2 separate regions of the Mus musculus genome follow, and region 2 is linked to region 1. Evidence: chromatin contacts called from public promoter capture Hi-C data. All regions are on one chromosome and are shown on one strand. Each heading gives the region's core, a stretch centred on a gene start, on an enhancer-like site or on the middle of the called end of the contact. The rest is flanking DNA. Distances are from core to core; before and after follow the strand shown.

Region 1 (7,864 bases), core at 3,643-6,142:
TGAGATGGCTCAGCAGTTAAGAGCACCGACTGCTCTTTCAAAGGTCCTGAGTTCAAATCCCAGCAACCACATGGTGGTTCACAACCATCCATAACGAAGTCTGATGCCATCTTCTGGAGTGTCTGAAGACAGCTACAGTGTACTTACATATAATAAATAAGTAAATAAATAAATATTAAAAAAATGGTGAATGGGTGTTACTAGCTCTAAGGGGACTTGTCTGGTGGGCAGATATAAGTGTGTGCTGCTGAGTGTGGAGAAGGAAGGGTCAGAAGAAGTGATCTTGTCTCTTTTTCCTTTGTTCATTTCTAGCTGTGCTTATAGAACACGTACCCAAATGAATTTAATTTAATTTAGGACAATAAAGGCAAGATGGACAGGGTATGTAATACAGGATTGAGCTTTGTGGCAGTAGCCGGTGGTTACCACTGGGCTAAAACGGTTTCTAAACAAGCCCTGGTTGAAGAAGATTTTTCTGGAAAGTTCCAATTCCTCTTTCCCCATCTCTGAGCCAACAGGCAGCATGCCAAGTGTGGATGCTTTCTAGCTGTCTAATTGTCTTTGGAGAAGGGCGAGCCCAGCCTCACTTCCCTTCTGTTGAACTGCAGCTGACCAGTGAGGTGCCTGCTGGCCCCACGTGGTTCCTCAGTGGAATATTAGGTATTGATAAGTCTTCAGAAGGTGTTGTTTGTCCAATTGAGTGAGGGAGAAATACTCTCCATCTAAGAGGATCCCCCAAGTTCCTGTTTTATTTTTACATTTGCAAATGTAATAGATACTTGTGACAACTTCCAACACGACAGAATCCTATGAATGCAAATGAGAACAGTGTGGGCTGAGGCCCATTGAGTCAGGTGAACCCAACTCCATTTATGTCTAAGGCAGGGAGTTATCAGTTGTCACAGGAGTGGGTGCTGCGGAGCTCATTAAAGTGTTCGAAGGCATGCGATGGACTCCAAGACACCTCTAGTCATCGATGGCACCAGAGACGTTTCTCTCCTCTTCTGCTGCTGTCCGCAGTCATTTGGGCTGCTCTGCCAGATTCTGCTCTTGGAGGCTGACCCTAAGATTCACCTCAGCCAGGCTGAGCTGCCCTCTTTATTGCAGACTAGAAGAGTGGCCATCCACAGTAGGAGACTGATGGCAGGACGAGAGATTTCTGGTGTTTATTCTCCAAGAGTTCTGTCCTGGAGACAGTCAAATCTCTCTGAGAAGACTATCTTCTACATAGAGAACCAGCTCTCCTTCCTTTGGGCTTTGGTAATGGGAATGACTTTCCAGTATTTGTCTCTCTCCAGACTTTCCCACGCCTTCTGGTGACTCCTTTTTTTTTTTTTTTTTTTTTTTTTTTTTGGTTTTTCAAGACAGGGTTTCTCTGTAAAACCCTGGCTGTCCTGGAACTCACTTTGTAGACCAGGCTGGCCTCGAACTCAGAAATCCTCCTGCCTCTGCCTCCTGAGTGCTGGGATTAAAGGCATGTGCCACCACACCCGGTTTTCTGGTGACTCCTTTAACACTGGCCAATTTCTAAGAAATTACTTCATGGAACTTCCTGCTTCAAAGCAGTCAGATAGATTCACCATGAGGAAATGAACCCCTTATGGTCCCTCCTCCCCTCCCACACTGTAAAAGAAGCCCAAAGGTGAGAGACATGCCTTTTAAACTCTGTACCCCCAGTCCTTGGTACAGTGGGCTGAACTACGGAAGCTACGACATTCTATCAAGATGATTATTGACTTAGGTATCGAAGGACATTGCAGCTTGTGTGGATGGCACACCATCATACGTAGAATAGATTTTGTTCTTTGAGGACAAGATCCATGGCACTGTAAATTGCGTTGCATAATATTTAGGGCTGTGATCTAAGTTTAGGCTCTGAATCACACTCTTATAAGGATGACAAGAACACAGGATACCCGTGATGAAGAGGACAATGACAGAATCATTGTAACGGAGTCATAGAACGATTAGCTATTAGCACTATGCTCCTCTGACTTGTTGGATTTGAGGGTCAGTCTCTTTGTTGAGGTATTGTTTACAAACAGCAATGGACTCTAATTTGAGCAACATAATTGAGTGTTAATAGATGAATTCGCCAGTGTAACCACCAATGCCTATTAAGGTGGTCACCTTTACAAAGATTAGTTTGTATGTATAAATGTATGCATGTAAGTGTGTTTGTGTGAGTGCACGCCTGTGCGTGGGAAGGCTGGACACACATGTTCATATGTGTGGGTGTTGTGGTCTTGGGTGTCCTGCCTTACAAGCCAGCTACTTGTTATTTAAGATATGGTCTCTCATTGGTCTGGAGCTCGCTGCATAGGCTGGGCTTGCTGGTTAGGTATCTCTAGGGATCTGACTGTCTTCTTCCAGTACTGGAGTTACAAGTGTACTTAATGCTCCGTTTTTCTTAGAAAAAAAAAAAGTGGGTCTCTGGGGATTGAACTCAGGTCCTCAGGGCTGCACAACAGGTACTTTACCCACAGTGCTCCCCTCAGTATTGAACATTTATATTTCTTGGCATTTCCCCTTCTGCCCATTCCCATTCCATCACAGACCCAGCCCTTCCAAACTGCATCAGTATTATGATCTGGTGTCCAGTGAGCTCCCTGTCACCATCCTCCAATCCTGCTGACTCCTGCTTCTCTATCCTCTCTCACTTGCTTGAACCCCCTTTCCCTTCGAGACCCCATAATGCCCCCTCATCACAGTTGCCATCCACTCAGACAAAAGGCCTTCCCAAAGCACTGTGTTGTGCCGTCTGGTTTTCGACATATCTGAATTGTGTTTTGCACTGGTTTTATGCAATTATTCTTTCCTTCCATGAAACTGTAAGTTCCTTGAGACAGAGATGATGGGAATCACAGCCTGTTTTGAATGCCAGGCCTTTCGGCACAAAGCCCAGCACACAATATAATTGTTGTTTAAATAGGTTAACGGCATCAATTTCTTTTCCAGGCTGCTACCTAAACCTTTTATATCAAATTACATATTGGAGCATTTTGGAAGGAACAGAGACTTAGCTCTGCGGGAGAGCCCCAGAGACACTCTTGCCCTTGGGAAGGCCCTGGCCCAGCTTGCCTCAAGGGGCTCTCACCTGCCTCACAGCTCCTGTTGGTTTCTGCCTGTACTGTTTGCTGGCTTCTCTATGTTTTCTGGCTTCCTCCACTCATCTTTCATTTCTGCTTCCCCCCTGAATTCAGCTCGCAATTCACCTCAGATTCCTCTTGTCTCCATGTCCCATCTCTCTGGCTCTGGTTGACATCTGCAAAGGTAATATAATAAATACTCTAAGAAGCGTAACCTAAGCTTTGTGGAACCACATCGCAGGCTGAGGACCAGCCTCTGGTACACCCACCAAGCATCTCTGGTCCAATAGGCTAAGAGAAAATCCTCCAAAATATGACTGCTTCACAGGGAAGCTTGAAAGAAGAGATGACAGTGAGCAGCATGCTCTCTACGACGGCTCCTATTCTAGAGCTGAGCACAATTCCTTACATTTTCGATTTTCCTCATTGCTGAATGACTTAAGCTCCCAATCCACCCCCTTAGGAAATCACCTCTATTTTCCTTACTCAGAATTTATAGAACTAAGAAATGCTGGCTTTATTTGCTTATGTGTATTCCGTGTAACACTAAACCCAGAAGTTGTTCCATGAGGAAACGTCAAGACATTGCAGCTTTTTCCTGGGATCCCAGCTCACATAAGGAACACGCTTCTCAGAGGTCTGGTATGATTGGCAGAAACCCCGGTCCTCTGCATCAACCCATCCCTGGAGAGCTCACATCCTTTTCACTGAAGTTTGTGATGTGGGGGCTTCTGCATGGGGCCCAGGGGAAACGAGCACTTTGACATTGTTTGCAAACTGGAGTCAGTGTTATGTGAACATGTGTGTGAGCATGCTTTCTGAGAGTGTCCACAGCGTTCAACGGATTCTTACAAATAAATGTGCCTGAAAGGAAAAAAAAATAGTGGATAAGGGCTTAGATGCTAAAGGTATACCAGTTGACTGAGCACCACTAAGGCGAATCCCTTTGTTCTTTTTCAACTTAAACATGCGAGATGCGACATTGTATATCTATCCTGCTTGTGTAGACTAAGTGGAGGCTTCATCCTTTTTTTTTTTTTCTGGATATATGCCAATATAGGCTCATCAATTGGTGACACATACCAATCTCCCCAGACAGGTTGACCCTGGAGGGGGGTTATGAATGTGTGGAGCAGGTGGCCACTCTGGAGGCATCTATTCTGTCCCATCTGCCCAATTTTTAGGTCAGTTTAAAAGTTCCTTTAAGAGTCTATTAAAGACAAACAAATACAAGTATCGGGAATTAGAAGTAAAATATAATTTGCCTAAGGGCACACAGTTAGCTAAAGAGTGTCTATGGGCTTCTTCACTTCTTCCTCTCTTGAAACCAACATCTTACTAGTTAGTCTATTTGTTAGGCCAATTAATAAAAGTCTACATCTGGTATTTTTTTTTATCTTAAATATCTATCTAGGAACAATCACAGCGTTGCTCACTTATCTATTAGAAGCTTCATGGACACTTCTATTGGATACCATGAAACTGTTTAAAATTTTCTCTTCTCTTATAAAGAAATTCTTAGCGCTGACTTACCCAAAGATGTCCAACTCTCCTGCAAGCTGGCGTCGGAAAGCTCCTTTCCCACTGTGCTCTGTCTCACTTCTGTATATAAAGAGATTAACAGGCTCACACACCTTGGGGCAGATGCTCTAGCTTCAGCATCCCTGATCTGGCCTTCCTACCTGAGGTTTGGTCCAGGTGGAGCCGGACGCCGCCCCCTGGTGGCAGGTGGGAGCCCGCGCAGTGCATGCTAATGAGCGCGCGGCGCTGCTCGCTGATTGGTTGGCGCGAATTCCAGCTGCTTTGCATGTCGGCGGGTGCGAGGGAGAGTCGAGGGGTGGAGGGCGGTATTCTGGGCCCTGCGCGCTCCGCTCTCTGTGCCTCCCGGTCTACGCCCAGGCTGGGGCAGACCAGGCTGGCTTGTGAACTTGGGGGTTTCCCCTTTCGCTCCCATTCGTGTTGTGGTCGTGAATTCATCCAGGGTCCAGAATGACGATCCGACACCAAGGCCAGCAGTACAGGCCGAGGATGGCATTTCTCCAAAAGGTACCCTGGGAATCCCCATCTGGACCCTGGCAAGTGGGCGGGGACCCAGTATGTGGAGTGTCCAAGGGAAGATTGGGCAGGGGCAGAGGGCGTCCATCTAGGTCGATCCGCGCTGCCCAATTTTACTAAATGACTTCTATGTGGCTCTATGTGTTGTATTTAAAAACCATAATGATTGGGTTTTCGCGTAAACTGTAGTGGAGAATTCGAAGGCAGCCGTGATGGTCTGCTGCAGGCCAAAAACAACCTGTTACTCAGGAGAGTGCTTGAAGCTGCGCGGTGATTTGAGACAGCCTATATTGTTACAAGGAATCGGCTATTAAATGAACATTTCCCCCAATACTAAACAGCAGGATTTTTAAGTGTGTGTATGCCTGTGTGTATAAAAAGACCAGGAAAATGTGATTTGTGGGATCAAGAGCCTCCCCTGATCCCAGGATGGCAATCTGTGTGTTTTCTGTATAGTTAGAACCGTTTCTTGTCGATGGCTAATGGCCAGAACAGGGTGTCCGTTCCCGATGGACATGTGGGAGGTGGAATGTACCTATGGGGTGACGTGTTTGGGGACAAAGTGGTTCATTTAGTTCTGGGCTTTTAAGTTAGACAGTGTGGGAAGAGACACTCACAGGATTAAGTCCCAGGTCACTTGTCTGCCCTACCTCTGGCTCATGCCACTTTTCATAGGATTATCCTGTTGAGGGAATTAGCCCGATGGATGTTCTGTGACAAGCTGGGCCCTCCCTGCCTTGAGCCTCTGGAGCTTAGCAACTGGGTGCAGTTGGTGACTAAGTATCCTAATCTACAAGATGTTAAAAGCTGGACAGACCTGGGCACACCAGGACATTCGGCACACCTGGTCATCTCCCCGAGAAGCCAGATAGAAGAGATGTAAGGGCCATGCCGTAAACAGAAGGGAACACTGTCTCACTCAGGAGAGTAGACAGTGCAGCTCCCAGCTCCTGAAAGGACAAGAGGCTGCCCAAGTCTGGTGGTCCAAAGTCGAACGTCATTTTCAGATCGTGTCTAGGCTGGTCTTCTCCTGCCGTGCAGGACGGCCCTGGCTTGGAGCTTAGAGCACCTATCTGTAGCACTCGTGTGTTTATCACTCCCATGCATCCTTTCCCTTGGCCTTCTGAGTGGTGTCTTGCTCTCCAGCATCCTCCCCCCACACCCCCGGCATGCTGTACCTCCACACAATCTTCCTCAGCTCCTCCTCAGACCCTCTCACTTCCTCCCCAGCCTGTCCTCTGATTCTCTCCATCCTAACCTTCCCCCCTCACCTCCACCCCAGCCTCCCCTTCTACACCCTGTCCAGTCCCATCTAGCCCATCTCCCCTTTACTCCCAGCCAAACCTCTTCTTCTACACAGCCTCTGCATTCACCCTACTTCATGGTCCTCACTGCCTCTCCCCTCCTCCCTGACACCCTTCATACACATTGGTTTTCTTTCCCACACTGAGTGAGTTCTCATATAGGATGTTCCCCCCACCCCTGGCCCCATTGGCTTCCTAGATGCACAGGACACTGTCCACCCTTTGCAGCCTGGTTGCTCGGGGCCCAGTTTCCACCATCTCCCTGGCTCTTCCTCTTACTCAACTCCCACTCCTGCCCTCCAAGGAGAAGAACAAAGCAGGCCAGCCACCCTAAGCTGTCACTCAGAATGTCCTCATTTCTCTAGGACCCCATGCTTTTACAGAAAGATCCTTTCCCCCCTCTGCCAAACTCCCGCTCCTCTGTGAAGCAGGGTCCTTCTGACTCCATGGGGAGAGCAACTTCCCTCTCTGGATCTACAGACTGTGTCCTCCTCACCCACAGTATTGTTCTCCTAGCTGCTTTGTCCTGGTAAGGATCCTGTCTGCTTCCCATCTGTGCCCACTGGGGTCTTGAGTTGGATCACAGAACCCCGTAGGTCAGAGGACAGAACAGAGGTCTACAGAACCTCAGGAGCCTATGGTAGAAAGTCCTCAGCAGTTATCCACCTGAGTTAGTAACCAGGCTTTCAGAAAAAAGGCCGGGACCAGCAGAATGCGGACCCAGGTGAGGTACTATTCTCCACTCCATCAGTGTCCAAGGTGGGCAGGGCTTTGCGTGCATTGTCTTGTTTTGTCAGACAGTTGCCATTGTCCTTTACAGAGAAGGATACTGAGGCTCAGAGAGGTTAAGTGACTTGCCAGGCACACAAGCATAGGTGGAACCTGGAAACAATACAGGCACGGCAAGTGTGATACAATGATCAGAGTCTTCTTCTGGTGTGGGATAGGGGAGGGGGCCTGCATAACCAGGGGACATGGGTCTGAGAACTGAAGGATAAATGGGGGAGTCTAGGCAGAGAGAGAGAGAGAGAGAGAGAGAGAGAGAGAGAGAGAGAGAGAGAGAGAAAGAAGAAGAAGAAGGAGGAGGAGGAGGAGGAGGAAGAGGAGGAGGAGAAGGAGGAGGAGAAGGAGGAGGAGGAGAAAGAGGAGGGAGGAGAAGGAGGGAGAGAGACAGACAGACAGACAGAGACATAGAGAGACACAGAGAGGAAGGAGGGGGAAGAAGAAGGAGAGAGGGAGAGAGACAGACAAACACACAGAGATAGACAGGGAGACAGAGAAAGGAAGAAGGAGGGAAGGAGAGAGAGACAGAGACAAACACACAGAGATAGAGAGACAGAGAGAGACAGAGGAGGGAAGGGGGGGGAGGGACAGATAGATGAGACTGCAGGAAGAGAGGACAACATGCACCAAGGT
Region 2 (7,864 bases), core at 2,376-4,875, 290 kb before region 1:
TCCGTCATGGGAGCCCTTCACTTCCAAAAGAGCCAAGCAGTACAGGGCAGGAGCCTGTTGGGGAACTATATCCTTAGCCTGTTCCCGTCATCCAAAATGCCCTGAACTTCTGTACTTTCCCGAAAGGGAGGCAGAAAAGAGAGAGAGAGAGAGAGAGAGAGAGAGAGAGAGAGAGCGAGACATGGGCTGGTGAGATGGCTCAGCGGGTAAGAGCACTGACTGCTCTTCCAAAGGTCCCGAGTTCAAATCTCAGCAACCACATGGTAGCTCACAACCACCAGTAATGAGATCTGACGCCCTCTTCTGGTGTGTCAGCTACAGTGTACTTATGTATAATAATAAATAAATCATTTAAAAAATGAGAGAGAGAGAGAGGTGGGGGAGGGTAAGATGGGTAATCGAAAATGACTGGGCACAGCACTCAGGAGGCAGAGGCAGGCAGATCTCAGAGTTTGAGACCAGATGGTCTATGGAGTGAGTTTCAGGACAGCCAGGGCTATACAGAGAAACCCTGTCTCAAAAAAAACAAAAGGCAGCAGTGAGATGGACATATTAGAATGTTCATGTTTACAGGAGATGGTCATAATTGCTGTATAAGTTAACACACACTAATCAAAGTTAATTCTACCCACCCCAAAGCTGTGTTGATATATAATGCATATATCATAGAATCCACTCATTTAAAGTGAACCGTCTGTGGCTGGAGAGATGGCTCAGCAGTTAAAACCTCTTGCTGTTCTTCCAAAGGACCCCCAGTGTGTGGTTCCTAATCCCCATTTCAGGGTGACTTAACTACTGCTCATAACCCCGGCTCCAGGGAATCCCATCCCTTGGCTGGCTCCCTGGGGCACCTGTGCACACATGGCACACACATGCGCACACACACACACACACACACACACACACACACACACACACAAACTCATATATAAAAATAAAAAGATAAATGAAGTACATAATAGGCTTTGCTGTATGTACAGAAAGGTATAGCCATTGTTGTGATTTTATTTGCACACACATGTGGAGGTCCTTGTGTGTATTCTATTACACTTGTTTGCACACATTCGGAAGTCAGAGGACGACTTCCACGAGTCACCTCTCCCCTTCCATCATGTGGCTCCTGGGATCTAACTCAGGTAGTCAGGCTTGGCAGCAAGCGCCTTTACCCACGGAGCTGTCTCATCAGACCCACGTTTAATTTTAGAACATTTTCAGCACCCATCCCCCAAGGCATCCTACGCCTCTCAGCTGCTGCCTCATATTCCCCTAGCTGTGGGTAAGGCCCAGCCTCCTCCTGTCACTAAACATTGTCCTGCACTGACCATTTCATGTGGTCCCTCAGGACTGCCTTCTACTTGCTGTCTCCAGGGCTCATCTCCATCACTTCACGTTTGGCTTCAGACCTTCTTATTGGCAAAACCATCCTGTTGGAAGGACATGGTATACCCCCATTAGTTGGTTCACATGAATTGTTTCCACCTTGTAAAAAATAGAAGAGAATATCTTTGTTTTCATTCTTTGGCGTTTTCGTCTCCCAATCCTTGCTTCAGGTTTTTTTTTTTTTTGGGGGTGGGGTAACCTACTGAGTCCATTGGTGCTACCCTATGGGAATGTTGGCTGATGCTGTTGGCTTGATCTTACATGAGTCTCGTGCAGGACTGTGATGAGTTCGTGAGTACTATTGTCATGTCACGTCCAGCAGACAGCATTTTATAGCGCTCCTCTCCCTCCTTACGATCTTTCTACCCCTTCTTCTGTCCTGTTCTGTGAGCCTTGGGGTAGAGGACGGTTCTCACAGCTGCCCCAGTTTGGACTGAGTACTCAGTGATCACTTAGTCTCAGTACTTTGCTCACTTCCGGGTCCGCCCTGCCTGGTGATCAGGCCGAGGATGACGGCAGCGCTGATCTATATGTACCAGCATAAATATTTAGGAGGCAGTTTGACCACACATCCCTAGGCAAGACCACAGGAGAACGTTCCTTCTAGAGCCTGTGACCTCCAAAGCTCTGGATTTTTGATCAGCTTTTCAGTCTCAGGCATAAATCCTCTCTTGTAGCGTAGGTCTCAGATTCTATTCAAAAGCTGCCGGCTGTCTCCATAACCTTTGCACCGCCATTGCCACAGTAGGTCATTCTTGTCTCTTAGGTTGGTATTGTAACATGCAGGGTTGCCCACTGGGCTATACGACTGATGGCCTTTCTCCTCTGGTGGCCTGCATGGAGGAAGTTTCCAGGACAGTTCAAGCCTGATTTCCTTGTATCCCGGTACGTTAAACATCAGTACTATTATCTTACCATGTAGTTACGTCAAGCAACCAAACGCCTGTGTTTGGGGGGTACTTCAGGGTTCTCGCTGACCAATGACTTATAGAGAGCTGTCTTATGTCTGAGATAGAGATGTTCATTTAATAACCCATATCTTCTTGGGAAAGCATCTTCCACCTAGAGGGTGGCTACATTCAAACTCCCCCTTTTAAAAAAGGAAATGTTCTAAATTAGTTTACCAAGCTGTGGGTTTCCATCCATCCTTAGTTTTGGTTCAACTACCCCCGCCACTCCCATCCTCTGTATTTTCAGCTTTTGGTGCTAATGGATATTGTTAAGTGCACCCATTCATATGTAAGAGTTTTGTGTTGGCATTGCTGTCATTTCTCTCTGGTGTGCACGTGAGAGTAGAATTTCCAGGTCATGTGATAACTGTGATTAACTTCTGAGACCTCCCAGGTTGCTCTCTAACACACTGCCCCAGTTCACACCCCTGTACACAGCATCCAGTGTTTCCATCTCCTCACCTGCATTTATTAGCTTCCTCAAAAAAATTTTTTTACGTGAATGGGTGTTTTGCCTGCATGGGAATCTGTGCACCATGTGTGCCTGATGCCAGTGGGGGCCAGAAGAAGGCACCAGATTCCCCCAGAACAGAAGTTAGAGACAGCTCTGAGCTGCCACGTGGGTGCTGGGAATCAAACCTGGGTCCTCGAGAAGAGCAGCCAGTGCTCTTAACTACTGAGCCATCTCTCCATCTCTAGCTGCCCTTTGAAATTGGAGTTATTCCTAGTAATTATGAAGTGATTACTCATCTCAGGGTGTGTGTGTGTGTGTGTGTGTGTGTGTGTGTGTGTGTGTGTGTGTGTGTGTGTAAAGCTAGGTGTTCGTTTGTTTGACATGGATCTTAGGCTCTGAATCTAGGCCCTCTAGCTTATAAAGGAAGCATTCTACCCCGCCCCATTCACTATGCTTTTTTTCTTCTTTCCCCACGTGGTTGTTAGCACTTCCCTGCAAGATCACAAGCATTCGGTTCGGTCAACACAAGTTCCTCTGTACTCTGCATCTCAATCTGTCCCCTGCCACTGTCCCACCTGACACCCACCCAAACCCACGCAATCTCATTCTCTCTTCCATGTCTCGGGGCCAGAGTACCTCTGTCCACCCCCACACCCCCAGCTGCCCTTGAAATTACATCTGGAGCCCTCACAGAGTCGGGAGCCAAGGCTCAGAGAGCAGCGGGGAAGGTGGCCTCTCATGGTGCCAAAGGCCCCCGAGTGACTTTGACCAGGTAGGGGCTCGCAGCTGTGCTGGCACCTGCAGTTAAGGGCAGCCAGCCAGCCTCCTCGTGGAGTTCTGTGCAGCAAGAGATAAGCGCAGACAGAGGCCTGGCTGTATACTCAGAGGCCAGAGCAGGAAGCAGGACCTAGTTTCAAGTCATAACTGGTTTTGTACCCCCCCCCCGCCGTCTCCTCCCCTTCAGGATAAGTAAGGAGCCTTTTAGCCTGGGTCTAGCATTTTACAAATGCTTTTTATAAGAACCCACTGAATACACCAGTTTACAACAAAGCTAGCCAGCATTATTGTTTTTATTATTATCTAAGAAGATATCTCTCATATGATCTTCTTGAAGATCGTTTTCCGGTTAAGCTTTGGCTCTGGAGTTCCTACCGTGTATGACCACTAACCTCAGTCACTGGGGTGAGAAATCTCCCCTCAGTGCTGCAGGGACACTGTCCCCACCCCACCCCATTATCCTTATAATAAAAATGGCTCCTGTCACCTCCAGAGTTTCCTTGGCTTCCTTTACTTCCAAAAGATATCGAGGCATCTTACATCCAACATGTTCCGATGCAAGTTTTCTCTCAAAGGCCAGGCTTGCCGCCTCAACCAAAGTGCAGACCTCCAGTGACTTCCACTCCGAGGAGGCTCCGCCCTCCCTTATCAGCGTGGATGATGAGATAGAAAACGTTTGCCTTTCCGGTAGTTGAACGTGAAGTTCCTAGCTAACTGTATTTAATCGTACTCAGGAAAAGCTAAAGCACGCTGACCTTTCCCACTGGGAAGTCCTGTTCGGTTAGGAGTGAACTCTCACAGGGCTCCAGAGGGTAATGGGATTGGAAGAGAGCGAACCTCTGATTGAGAGCCTTGGGCTGAAAACTGTGAAAGAGAATATTCTTTGTATCCCGAGGTCTGAGTGCTCAGCAGTGGAGGGGTCACTGCCAGTGTTAAGTCGAGAGGTCTCCTGAAGGTTTTCTCGATTCAAATCCTTTGTTCAGAACGGGATTTCTTAAACTCCTCCCCCCCAACAGCCCCTTCTCAGTTCAAGAATTTTTTTTAAATGGCTCTGAGCATATATGCAGACAAAATAGATATATATATATATATCAAACACTGGCTGATAATAGATCATAAATTTGTTTTAAAATAATTCTTGGGTATAATCTCACCATTTCCTGAAGACAGTAAAGTTTCCATACTGATGACACAGAAAGCTTGCTTCTTTTCACATGAGCAATCTAATCTCAGCTGAACATATGATTCTGTGTTTTTTTTATTTTATAGTTGGTAGTGCCAAAAGCATTACTTCAAACACCAGGAAGTATATTTAGGAGCATTGCGTGAGTTGTGTTCAAATCCCAAGCCAAGGTTCGTTTAACTTTCTGTTTTGTTTGGTTTTTGTTTTTCAAGATAGGGTTTCCCTGTGTGGCCCTGGCTGTCACTGTGTAGACCAGGCTGGCCTCAAGCTCAGAGATCCTGTGTCTGCCTCCCAAGTGCTGGGACTAAAAGTGTATGTGCAACACCACCGCCTTGGTTCACTTAACCATTTTAAAATGAAATTCAAATCAGCAACTCAGAGAGCAATTTTTATGACTTTAATATATTTTTATTAGATATTTTCTTCATTTGCATTTCAAATGCCATCCCCTTTCCTAGTTCCCTCTCCAAAACTCCCCTATCCCTTTCCCCTCCCCCTGCTCCTCAACCTACCCATTCCTGCTTCCTGGCCCTGGCATTCCCCTGTACTGGGGCATAGAATCTTCCCAAGACCAAGGGCCGCTCCTTCCATTGATGGCCGACTAGGCCATGCTCTGTTACATATGCATCTAGAGACACGAGCTCTGGGGGGTATTGGTTAGTTCATATTGTTGTTCCTCCTATGGGGTTGCAAACCCCTTCAGCTCCTTGGGTACTTTCTCTAGCTCCTTCATTGGGGACCCTGTGCTCCATCCAATAGATGACTGTGAGCATCCACTTCTGTATTTACCAGGCACTGGCATAGCCTCACAGGAAACAGCTATATCAGGGTCCTGTCAGCAAAATCTTGTTGGCATCTGCAATAGTGCCTGAGTTTGGTGGTTGTTTATGGAATGGATCTCCGGGTGGGGTAGTATCTGGATGTTCCTTCCTTCAGTCTCAGCTCTGAACTTTTCCAACACAAGACAATACCAATTTGATAGTAACATTCCAGGCAGTGTGGGGAAACATTGAATGTCTCAGCTTCCTATTAACTGTTGCTTTTTCTCTAAGGGTAGGGAAGTTTGTGTAGAGTAAAACCCTGCAGCTCTCAGCATATGGTAGCCATGAGTCTGAGCCAAGGTGCTCGGAAGGCTGTGTGTGTTAGCGGTGTGGTAGCACACACAGTATGGTGTGTGCACTTTGTGTGTTCAGAACCAAGGCTGCAGCGAAGAGATGCAAACCAGGCTGGTACTGCAGAAACACCCCAGATCCCGTATGTACCTCACTCCGAATTAATCTTTGCCTGCTGTGCATTCAGAAATGTTTCATGGTTGTCAACTTTTTGTGACTGTGTCCCTATGTGACCCCGGGGTGTGGGTGACAAAAAGAAAGGACTAGAACAAGCTACAGAAATACTCAAGCATGTTCCTCTCCTAGCCAGCAGGTGGCAGTAGAGACACATGGTTTTCAGGTGCCCTTTCCAGCCGTGCTCCTTTGGCCTCATGCTGTGTGTTCTTTGCCAGGTCTCTGTGCCCTGTCTATCAACCATTCCAACTCTTACCTGGCCTATCCTGGAAGCCAGAGTACAGGCGAGATTGTACTCTATGATGGAAACTCCCTGGTAAGTTCACAACGGTCCCTGGTGTACCAGCCTGCCCGCCCTGGCCAGCTGGTAAATAGACTTGATAAGGAGGCCCTGTTGCAGTGGGGTGAGCTGTATGGGGGAGCTCTCTGGCCACAGCAGTTGGGTGAAGGAAAATAAAGGGCATCTCTGTTGAAGCTCTCAGTCAATATTAGTTAACATCGCTGTGAGGCAGGTGCCAAAACAAGGCAGAACACCTGCCCACAGTGAAATCATTGAGACAGCTCACAGTCCATCTGCTTATGCTACCCTCTGCTCCCCGAGGGTTCATAGAGCAGGGCAGGATAACTCTGGAAATCCCCTAAAGAAGCAAGCAGAAAGATCCCCTAAAAGCCTGGCTTTGTGTCAGGCACATAGCTGGTCATCCACCTTCCCAAAGACAGGGTAAGGAACACACACACACACAGAGCTCTGAGAATGTCACAGAAGATGGGATGGAAAGGACAGAAGACCCAGGAGAAAGGGTGGCTCATAATAGAATGCTGCTTTCTGTACATGACACAGATTGTCAGTAACCCTGACATTTGCACTAGATCGGGCATGTCATGGAAGGGCTGGGGCGAGGGGCTTATGAGAACCAGCTCCATGTGGCTGTTAAATTGCTATGGTGGGGATAGGGGAGACATTTTCTTCAGTAGCATAGTTGCCCACTAAGTTGCCATTGCTAAGTTGCCCAAGACCCTGTAAGAAGCCCTCATTAGTTCACCAAAACAGAGCGAGGTCAGGGATCGGGGGGAGGGGGAGGAAGAGGGGTTCCTACTAGCAGAGCTCCATAGGAAACGATTCTCAGCTTAACCACAAGTAGCCCAGTGGTGAGCAGGGAGATAAGGCCGAGAGCAAGGAGACGGGGTAATTCATCTTCACCCTTCACCAGTATTGATCTGCACTTCTCCCCAACACCAACAGAAAACGGTGTGCACCATTGCTGCCCACGAGGGGACGCTGGCCGCTATCACCTTCAACTCCTCGGGCTCCAAGCTAGCAAGCGCGTCTGAAAAAGTAAGTGTATTCTGGCTTCCTCTCCTGCCTGGGCTTGCAGAACCCCTACTGAGGTGCGCAGACTGCAGCTGGAGCAGTAATAGCAACGTAAAGATTGACGGGTCTCTAGACCTGCTCAGAAATGGTTTCAGGGTGAGAGTGTTTGGACCCTGCCTGCAGTAGTCCATCAGTGGGTTTGTCCATATCAAAGGCAGACAGCAACGCAGAAGCAAGACACTTGGCATAAAAACTTGTAGTTTAAGCCGGGTGTGGTGATGCACGCCTTTAACCCCAGCACTTGGGAGGCAGAGGCAGGCAGATTTCTGAGTTCGAGGTCATCCTGGTCTACAGAGTGAGTTCCAGGACAGCCAGGGCTACACAGAGAAACCCTGTCTCGAAAAACAAACAAACAACAACAACAACAACAACAACAAAACCTTGTGGTTTTACTGAGAGACCCATGTGCCTATTGTCCCCAGATAAGGATGCATGTCCCATTGTCCACAGATGTGGAGAGAT

Evidence for each region. Promoter capture Hi-C pulls out the DNA fragments that hold promoters and counts their contacts.
Region 2: a promoter capture Hi-C map of hematopoietic stem and progenitor cells shows a contact between it and region 1, with 5 times the contacts expected there. The contact joins the enhancer-like site here to the promoter of Rgs9 in region 1. A contact is called at or near these places in 25 of 39 promoter capture datasets (the 3T3-L1 cell line, 3T3-L1-derived adipocytes, the C10 cell line and 14 more), 6 of 15 datasets of contacts at CTCF or cohesin (CD8 T cells, the NIH/3T3 cell line, embryonic stem cells and 3 more), 35 of 484 Hi-C or Micro-C datasets (B cells, CD4 T cells, CD8 T cells and 21 more), 10 of 115 datasets of contacts at active chromatin or transcription factors (Th17 cells, bone marrow-derived macrophages, embryonic basal ganglia and 5 more) and 5 of 9 other capture datasets (adipose tissue, embryonic stem cells, liver and 2 more).

What each region holds. Positions count from the first base shown.
Region 1 is chr11:109,295,209-109,303,072 of GRCm38.p6, reverse strand. Rgs9 (regulator of G-protein signaling 9) reads left to right here and starts at 4,892. Exons shown (of 19, transcript NM_011268.2): 1 at 4,892-5,135. The coding sequence starts at 5,079. It overlaps Gm39441 (a long non-coding RNA gene), which reads right to left and starts at 4,843. Exons shown (of 3, transcript XR_880277.3): 1 at 4,623-4,843.
Region 2 is chr11:109,583,577-109,591,440 of GRCm38.p6, reverse strand. Wipi1 (WD repeat domain, phosphoinositide interacting 1) reads left to right here. Exons shown (of 13, transcript NM_145940.2): 5 at 6,249-6,346; 6 at 7,274-7,366. It overlaps Gm39442 (a long non-coding RNA gene), which reads right to left. Exons shown (of 4, transcript XR_001780352.2): 3 at 1,323-1,424. Among named protein-coding and RNA genes, the nearest start is that of Gm39442, 9.1 kb to the right of the region's middle. Within about 2 kb of position 3,625, at least 46 of the 459 cell types and tissues checked have an H3K27ac peak or open chromatin away from gene starts, as enhancers often do. A contact at or near this core is called in the HPC-7 cell line, bone marrow-derived macrophages and hematopoietic stem and progenitor cells, where this site is marked.